2 separate regions of the Triticum aestivum genome follow, and region 2 is linked to region 1. A link is a contact called in public Hi-C data. All regions are on one chromosome and are shown on one strand. The core of a region is the stretch at or near the end of the contact, and the rest is flanking DNA. Distances in the headings are between cores, read along the strand shown.

Region 1 (5,282 bases), core at 939-3,438:
AGCCACCACCGCGGCGCAGCACGACGACTCCCCCCCTGCAACACAGAGACATCAATATTAGCATGTAGAGCCAGTGATTGATCCATTAGCACAAACATTACTCAGTACGCAGAGCCTAGCTAGATCGATTTGATGCATCGTACCTGAGGATGACCTGCATCGCACGGAACATGTTGCTTGATCTCGTCCAGTCCTCTGCCTGCTTGGGCTATGTGCGAAGTGTGATTCAGTGAAGAGGAGCCATCATTTGTATGTTTGTTTAGTGGGATCCCACTTATGCCCAGATAATTCACCTAATATTTATTGGGTTGTTAGTTATCACCCACCAAACCTTGGTGGGAATAAGAGCAACTCTAGCAAACCCTGCATCCGGCGCGAATCCGCATAATTCCGGCGATTATACGGGCTCGGCCCATTATTCTGGCCAGACCAGGGCCCGCATCAGTGTCCGGCCTGTAAATATTTTTGCCGCAGCCCGCAAACGCTACCCTCGAGCCAGTATAACTGCGGGTTTGCGGGGCAGATGCGGGTCGAAACTCTATCCCCCCGCAGCCGCGTTTGCCCCCAATTCCCCACCGCGCCGCTCGATTTGTCGCCGCCGGGGAGCCTTCGACCGCCATGGACGACTTGGGGGATGAGGCGGAGCGTCGCCGCCGCGCCAGATCCGATGGCGCGCGCAAGCTGGGGGCACGTCGGTGGCTCAACCGCGGTACCCGGCCGCCGCCGGCCTTCAACCGCCGCGAGCTCGAGGATTTCGATCTCGAGCTCGCCCGTCGCCGCCACGCCTCCTCCGGCAACTGGTCCGTGGGGAGCTCATCCGGCAACTGGTCCGTGGGGAGCTCATCCGGCAACTGGTCCGTGGGGAGCTCATCCGGCCACTGGTCCGCGGGGTGCTCATCCGCGGGCGCATCGAGCTCGCGGCTCGTTCCGGTGAAGAGGGAGCCGGAGGAGGCCGTGCCCGATGCGCCGCCGTGCCGAGGCGTCATCGGGCCCGAGGACTACCTCCCCCGGGGCAGGAGGAGCTCCTTGAGCGGTCGGCGAGGGAGCAGGAGGAGATGGAAGAGCGCATCCGGCGCGAGCTCGAGTACGAGCGGCTCTTCTTCGAGACGGGCGTCACGGCATCGCAGGTGCACGCATCGAAGGAGGCTGACATGCGCGTGATGAAGGCGGAGCAGGCGAAGATCTACATCGACCTCGACTCCGACTCCTCCAACTCCGACTGATCGCCGCCGGTGGGCAGCTACCGCAGGAGCTCCGGTGAGCTCAATTTTGTTGTAGTGGTGCGGTAGCGTAGGCCCTGTCTAGCATTTCTGACCTTTAATATGTATGTATGTGGAGTGTACGAACTTATGCGAAGAAGAACCATCTATGCGAGCGAGCTCCGGCGAGCTGCTGATTAAATTTCTCGCACGAAACAACTTTTTTTAAATATTATGGGTTTGTTTACGGTTTCTATTCTGCCGCCGCTTTTTTTAACTTGCATAAGCGCCCCCGTGCAACCTGCAAACACAGTTTACAGTTCGGCAAAATGCGGAGTTTGCTTCTAAGTGGGTTGTGGTGGGATGTCCAAGTTCAGTCCCACTTGCAGCCTGGACCCATTCTATCCTCCCATGGAGCCGTTAGCCTTTAGAATACCAAGAACGAGGGAAGGATTAGGAACGAAATCAAAGATCGACAAGAAACAAGGTGCTTCCTTTCCGATTTCTTTCCCGCACACAGCAAATGCTACATGGAAGGACAACGCTAACGCCCACACGTGTGGTGGGAGCCAAAACCGCCCACACGACTTATAACACACAGATTACGCCATGTCACTGCATGTATGCATGTGGGAATCTTTTTGGATTTTCAGTTTATAAAATGTTTTATCTCTTAAATGAAAAATCTGATTGAAGATCCGTTTTCACCATTAAATCCCTCGCGACGAGATCTTTCAAACTAGATCTCGTATCAATATATTTCGAATTTTTTTGGGTTAAAAGTTGCCATGTCTATTGCACACGAATTGCCATGATATTTACACTGAAGTTGCCATGATATGTTTCAACTATTTTCTTCTACATTTAAAAGTAAATTTTGACATATTATAAAACGGAGAATTAAGAAATTAGACTTGCCATGCACCATAAACTAAAATTGTCATGATACATGCACTTAAAATTGCCAAGATTCATAAAAAAAATATTTTCATAGTCAAAGTACTGGAATTGCCATCATTAAAAAACTAAAATTGCCATGCTCTACAAACTAAAATTGCCACATGGCAACTTTAGTTTAAGCACTATGGCAACTACAGTGTAAACATCATGGCAACTTTTGGGCAAAAAAAATTTTCGTCGAAACATATCAACATGTGGTCTAGTTTTGAAGATCTCATCGAGACGGATTTAATGGTGAAAACGGATTTTTAATTCAATTTTTTAATTAGGAGATAAAAGATTTTTAAGCCGAAAACCAAAAAGATTTCTGCTGATGTCATCTGTTCATACGTGGCAAAATGAGTGGTGATGGAGGCGCGTGGGTGATGTGCACGTGTGGGCGTTAGTTTTTCCGACATGGAATCGTTCACTTCGGCTCTTACCTGGGATCGTCCTAGACGACGTCGGCTCTTCGCCAGACCACAACAGCCGACGGCGCTCGGTTTAGGCTGGTAGCGGCCTGCATCCTCGCATGCCACAGCGCGAGCGAGGCAACACCCTCCAGCGTGCAGCCAGGCGTCCAGCGCGTGCGCGCCGTACTCCGGCTCTGGCGCGGCCCGGCAGAGCGTTTTTGGCGACGCACTCCTCGGCGAGGGCGCTGCCGCACATCGAGTCGCATCGCGATGGCATCAGCTTCCTCTGGCCTTGGCCCCGTGCTAGACCGGGACACCGGAACCACCTGTTTCACAGACGCTCCGCGACGCGGTCGATGCCCGCACGGAGACGCGCGGAGGCACCCGAGGCCGCGGCTCCTGGACCGTCCTCCGCGGTGAAGCCCCCTGGCGCACGACGCGGCCACCGCATCTGACGCGGAGCGACTTCGTCCATGGCCTCGCCTCCCGAGGGAATTGTCGCGGCTTCCGGCCGGCGACGCCTGAAGCGTGCGCGCCGCGGCGGCTCGTCCCTCCGGCGTCGGTGACTTGCTCCATGCGCGTAAGCAAAGCAAGGCAAGGCGACGCAGTCTGGTGCGGCTCCTTCGGGCGCGCACACAGCGGCGTCCTTCGGCCTCGGCGCCCGCAAGGACGGCCCACAACCGTGACGCGGTATGAAAGACCGAGGCGACGACGCGGCCCTTGGCTCGCATCCGCGCAGGCGGCGCCCGAGGCAAGCGGAGCGGCGGCGCCCTCCGCGTGGCTCCCCGCAGCGTAGATGACGGCGCGCCGGTTTTTCCCGCTCCTCGCCGACGAGACGGTCGCCGGCAGCAGGGGTCGGGGGACGAAACCGTCTCCTCCGCCTGCCTTATCCACTCCAGGTGGTGGGCGGCTGGGCCGCCTGTAAGGCCGTATGGGCCAGAAGGCCCATGTGTTTTCGGTCCATTTTAAATCCTGGATGATTTTGCCAAATTAATCCTACATTTTTCTTGATTAATTTCGCATTTTGTTCTATTAACAGTAGTTTAACTCTGTTTTAGACAATTTCAAAAACAAAACTCTGTTTTAGACACTGTTAATTACAGTACTTAAATTTCAGTACTGTAAATATGTTGAGTACTATGTATTCCATATAATATGTTGATGTAATATATCTTCATGTTTCTTACATGTTGAGATTAATTACATCTATTATTTGCAATTGAGAATTTTCTCTTGCAAAGATAAATTCAGTACCTCTCCAGTACTGTTTCTCTATTGAGTACAAGGTATTCCGGAATATTTCATGACATGATGTATCTATTTCCATATTCCCATATGTCGAGATTAATACGTCTATTTGCAATTGAGATTTTTAATTTCTTGCAAATACGGATGCAAAATTCAAGGTGATTTCTTCAAATTGATGCTTGAGATCACAAGGTGGTCATATGGATGTACTGCGTACGCAGATTATTGATGACTATTGATAAAGCCTATATTTTGTCGTTTCGACATTATAATTGCTTTACAAAGTGCTCTCCCACATATTTTACTAAGTCATGACATAAGGCATCAGGAGTGAGCATCTACTGATTTCATCAAATCAGATTATACTCCCTATACTGCAGATCTAATCTATTTTGGATATTATCTTCATGGTGTCATACTTAGCAATTTGGGATTCACACTAATGGTTTCAAGCCAACTTCTTGAAATACCCATTGATTTTGCTAAGTTCATTACAACATCAACCACGATGGTCTTTAATTTACTGGTTGTATATTAATTATCTCTGGTTTACCCATAGAGGTAACATATGGCTATAGAGTTTGAGGCATTCGCCCTCAATGGCCACAACTGCCCTATCTGGGCCATGGACATCTTGATCGCTCTTGTGCCTCGTTGGATAATGTGTGCAATCCTGGATTCACCTCTAGTCAGGATCACACCGCTAACAGAAAAATAGTGTCTTATATATCATAAGACATTAGATTCAGATCTCAACATCTGGTTATTCTGTATCAGCAATTTCTGGGATACAATGAACCTCAAGGGCAAAGGTTTGAATCTTACTTCAACCTTCAATCCGACATCCCCACTTGTGACGGGACCCTATGGGCACGGAGAATGTGATGGTTGAATATGCCTCAACCGATATGTTTGGAGTCTATGAATAGTCTTTCAATCTCCTGAGTGGTCAATATAATTAATGTCCATTTATGATGTTGTAACAACAACATAAGTATTGTTGTCATCATATATTGTATATCACAATATATTGTATGAGCACTTTGGTACAAATACATTTGTATGTATTCTATATATCCGACAGTGATTTTGATATTGGGAATCTTCATGTCTATATATAGATTTCTACGGGAGTTAATCCGATGAAAAATGATATGTGCCATGTGGACATATGCACCACAAACTCTATACTCAGGGAAGTCCAATGTTTCCACTCTCATTGAGAGAAATGAGATATTTTAAAATCGCTAGACGCGATGAGGTATTTGTTGGATCAACTCGAGTCATATTTACTATCTCTGTGGGTACTCGAGTAATGTTGGGATGCTTTATTGCTTCCCAGGTTTAACTCATACCCTACTAAACTATGGAGGTATTCGTCAAAATAGTTTCCATAGCGAAACTTATGATGACAACAAAGAGAAATAACTTCTCTTTATCATATGCAACGGATATGGCAAGCACATTCTCTGTGTATCATCTG
Region 2 (4,896 bases), core at 1,740-4,239, 200 kb after region 1:
CAGGCATGCAGTGAGAGAGGAGGTGGCCACGGGCGCGTGTGCGCGCTCGGCGTCCTTCTGGCGAGAGGAGGGAGATGACTGGCAAGTTGGGCCAGGCCGGGTGCCACAGTGTTGGGCGGCTAGGCTGGGCAGGCAAGTCACTCTCTGTTTTTTCCAGTTTTTTCTGTTTTCTATTTGCTATTCTGTTTTGTATTCAAATTACAAATCAAAACACTTTGGTTAATTCTATAAATTTTTGTGGGGCATATTTGAATTTTTTCAAGCCACACAACAAATTCCAGAATATTTGGAGCAACCAATATTTAATGGTAAATTTTAACCTTCAACTCAAATACAATATGATTTAAATTCAGTGTCCAAATTATTGCTTAAAAATGTTCATTATTTTTGGCCTGGATCAAAACCATTGCCAAAAATATCAAATATCAATGAAGAGCATTTTGGGTTCATTGAATGCAATAATTTTTTGTTGGACCTATTTGAATTTCAAAGTGCTAGGATTTGATCACCCTCATTTCAAGTTTTAAGGAAAAATTAACATGATGCATGGATGCAATGAATCTATTTACAATTACTTATTCGAGGGGTGTAACAGATTTCAAGCTTTGTTCTGTGTGGGGTGATGCTCCAACCGATGCTGCTTCAACGATTTTTAGATCTCGTCTCAAAAGGCGAGTGGCTTTTGCGGTCTTCAAAAGTTCAATGCCTGATATGGCCAGAGCGTTCGTAGGTTTCATCTTTCTGTACTGTTGGTTCAGTTCAATTTTAATCTTTGGTGGACAATGTACAATTAGATGAAGAAGAAGATTGGTATGTTTGTTAATATAATTTTATTTTGCAGGGGTCATCCTACGCCCTGGCTTTTGTTTTTCTCCATATTAATCAGATCTAAAATGCCCAATCTTTATTATTTAGAAAAGAAAAGAAAGTTATTTGATATCTTCTCAGGGAGGTGTTTCGTAGAAAATTCCACCACTTTGTGCACTACGACCTTCAAGTTTGGTGCTATCGCGTCCGCTTCCTTGTTGTTTCCAACGAAGAATCTTAGAGCAACTCTAGCAGACCCGCATTCGCCCCGACTCGTAAAATAAACGCCAAAATGCGGGTACGGGCCGGAAAACCTGCCCGACCAGACCCCGCATCCCGCCCCGGCCTGCAAAAAAATTTAAGGGGCGCGGCAAAATCCCGACCCAACCCCGGAAAACGCGAGTTTCCCCCTCGCGGCTGCGGTGCCCTGCATCTGAGAGAAGCAGTTGGCGGGAGGGACATTTCAGCCCCGCGTGCTTTCCCCCTCCTTCCGCCGCCTCCCGCCCTTGCTTCCGCCCCCGCCCGCCGCCGGCGATTCAGTCCATATCTGCGTGCGGAATCGCGCCGCGGGGCCGCCTCACACCCTCCCGCACCGAGCCGCTGCCCCGCCCCCCGGATCCGGCTAGAAGAGCCGCCCCTCGTCGCCGCCGCCGGGGATCGACCACCGTCGAGCGCGCCCCCTCATCGCCGCCTGGGATCACCTGCACCGGTTAGTCCTTTTTTGTGAATTTTGCGAGCTGTGTAGTTGATTGACGCGCCGGTATGCGTGTAGATGGAGTTGAGCCCGCGCGAGAAGTTCTTGCTCTCCGATTCATCCGATTCGGATGACTCGGATGTTGAGATCATGCTTGCGACCTTTCGGCAGCAAACATTAGTCATGGCGCTTGCCGTGAAGGAGCATGAAGACGAGCACCGGAAGAGGAGGCGAGGATCAACTGTCGGGCGTCTGTGCATTCCTCGGAATCGCCATCTTGGGAACGAGATGTTGATGCAAGACTATTTTGCGGAGAATCCTACATACCCTCCGCACCTCTTCCGGAGAAGGCACCGAATGCGCCGATCCCTCTTTGTGAAACTTGTTCAAGCTTGCGAGGCAAATTGTCGGTATTTTACTCAAAGAAGAAATGCCACGGGCTTAAAGGGATTTAGTGCATATAAAAAAAATCTCCACAGCTATGCGTGTGATTGCATATGGCGTTCCGGCTGACTATGCCGATGAGTATCTTCGCATTGGTGAAGATAGCACAATTGAGTCTGTGCGTAGACTTGCAAAAGTGATCGTCCGTGTCTTTGGTCCTGAGTATCTTCGGGCACCCAATGAAGATGACACAAAGAAATTGATGGCATCTAATGAGAGGAGAGGTTGGCCTGGCATGCTAGGTAGCATTGATTGTATGCATTGGAATTGGAAAAATTGACCCAAGACTTGCCAAAGAATGTATTGTGGCAAGTCTCGTGATGCAACAATTGTGCTAGAGGCCGTAGCATCCGAGGATTTATGGATTTGGCATTGCTTTTTGGTATGCCGGGCACTCTCAATGATATCAATGTGTTGCAACGGTCTCATTTATTTGCTAGGCTTGCTAGTGGTGATGCTCATGCTTGCAACTACACTATCAATGAGCATAAATACACAAAGGGGTACTATCAATGAGCATTCGGTGTTTTGCAATCTAGATTTGCCATTGTCCGTGGTCCTGCTCGTTTTTGGATAAGAAAACCTTGAAGAACATCATGACATGCTGTGTTATCCTGCACAATATGATTCTTGAAAATGAAAGAGGAATGAACTTAGTATTCTTTTACGACAATGTGGGACCCAAACTGCATTAGAGCTTTTTTTCAGACATACAAGGAAATTGAAAATGCAGACACACACTTTCAACTTCAGGAGGATCTCATTGAGCACCGTTGGCAAAGGGCTGGACAGTGACTATTTTTTATATTCATTTGTATTTGTATTCATGACAAGTTTTGTATTGCATTATTTAAGTTTGCTACGGTGATTATTGTATTATGTTTGAGTTGAATAATTTAATTTGTTTTCGATTGTTGAATTATGTTGGATTTAATTTTTACGGGCCGATGATATGCGGGATGTAGCAGCGCAAAGAGCAGACCCTGCAAAGCCGACCCGTAAAAGGATATATTCCATGAATATATCTTTTTTACGGATCCGTTTAGGGGTCTGCATCTGTGCTAGCCCGAGCCGGCCCGCAAAAGCGGTTTTGCGCCAACTGCAAACGCGTTTTGCGGCCGGCGGGTTGCTCTTACCCCTTCGAAGCCTTCCCGTGAGAGGAAAGTTGCAAACGCGGATTTAGGTAGGGCTTCTTCTTCTTGTTCCCTTTGCGCTGACGATTTCTAGCATCGTTTGTTCATCTCCTGGGTCTTCTTGATCTGGAATTCGGCTTTCTCGTGGTGAGTTTTTCTTGACCCTTTACATTTTTCTCGGTATTCTGTTCGACTAGATCGGTGGGGGATTTTGCTTGGGGTCTCGGCCTGTGCCCAAATTAGTGCTTGAGATTTGAGATGTTGCCATGCGTCTCGGTGAGACGCACTTTGGTAGGGATTTATTGGATTTTTGGGGGTCGATTTTCAGGCACACTGTTTGGAATACAATTAGATTTCCACGAATTTGTACCGAATTAGTGGTTCCACCGGGAATTGCCATAGGCTGTTCCCATTCTGATTATAATTTTCTTTGTGTAATTTCAGACTCCGTATGCCAATTCTACCTGTTTTGTGAGGTTGTATGCAAACGCTACCTAGCTATTGAAACTATCGACGGACATTATTGTACTGGCTAAAATCTGGACTAGAGGACATCTGCGGCGGATGGACAGGAGCGAGGAAGAGACGATCATGAGTGATTCAGACCCTCTCCTCGATAGGAATGATCAGTCAGGCTCATTGCCCCAGCTCTCGCCACCACAGCCGGCGACCGTGACTGTGCTGGAAATTGAGGATGAGGAGACCGATGGTTCTTATGCCGCATGCTGCCGCATTTGCCTTGAGGCCGAGTCGGAGATAGGTGACAATCTTATGCATTGGAGATGCTATTTTGTTGTGTTGATGATCATCCTATGTATAGGGGATACAGTTTTTGTTGAGTCAATTTGATTGCTTTAGTTCAATTTGGTAATGATTTTGTCTATGTCTACTTTGCTTCTTGTCTGACTGCAGCAAGTAGAAGAAAGTGTGTGGTTACATGTACTCAGTTGTTTGACATCTTTCAACTAATCCAAAATCTCTTTGTGATCTTTGCGTTGTAATGGAACCCAATAGGCAAAGCTTAGGTCATAGGATGTGTGCCAGTAGATTAGGGTAGCATTGAATTGTACACCTAATTAATACTTAATTTAATATAAGTAGTTAAACAGTTAACTAGACTAAACTTCTTTTATCATAGTACTTTGATAAATTAAGCGGGCGAGCGGCGGGAATCGAACCCGTAGTGCTAGCAGTTTTTGTTTTGTTTTGCAGCACTTGCTGTAATTGAAGGTTTGCATCATAAATAGGACAAGAGAGGTCCATGATCACATTGCGATGTCTGAAGCCTAAAGCTAACACTAAACGAACTGGTTCAAGTTCTAGCAGGAATAAGTATAATTTTTGCACGATCATGTTTTAGTAGACCTAATAGTGTAATTTGTTTCAACTGTTTAGTCTTCAGGCTGTACATTAGGCCAACAGGCCAATACTTCTTTTTATACTTAGGGTTGTAGTTATTATATGGAAAACACATACTGGTTGGGTGCTACAGTTTGTCCATTTCAGGTCAACAATTTCTAAGCTTCCATATTTTACGTGACTCCATTTTTATGCAGGTGATGAGCTAATATCACCTTGCATGTGCAAGGGAACTCAGCAGTTTGTTCACCGTTCATGCCTAGACCATTGGAGGTCTGTGAAGGTACTATCCCTTCTAGTGTTGCGTTTTCCATATGATTTTCGAATGGAATTGGTTCCTATCTATCTTACAATATACTAGTAACATTTGCACGTGCAATGCCCTAATTATCAGGAAATATACTAATGAAACTTTAGGTTATAGAGTTGATTTAGTTGAAGAGTCTTGGTCATCGACGG

Evidence for each region. A called contact is a pair of places that touch in the nucleus more often than the background predicts.
Region 2: a contact with region 1 is called in a Hi-C map of leaf, with 4 times the contacts expected there. The contact joins the promoter of LOC123164521 here to the promoter of LOC123169947 in region 1. A contact is called at or near these places in 2 of 5 Hi-C or Micro-C datasets (both in leaf).

Annotation. Positions count from the first base shown.
Region 1 is chr7D:287,393,204-287,398,485 of IWGSC CS RefSeq v2.1, forward strand. LOC123169947 (short-chain dehydrogenase reductase 4) reads right to left here and starts at 2,189. Exons shown (of 2, transcript XM_044587798.1): 1 at 144-2,189; 2 at 1-35.
Region 2 is chr7D:287,593,483-287,598,378 of IWGSC CS RefSeq v2.1, forward strand. LOC123164521 reads left to right here and starts at 2,990. Exons shown (of 7, transcript XM_044582031.1): 1 at 2,990-3,128; 2 at 3,523-3,838; 3 at 4,635-4,720. The coding sequence starts at 3,643.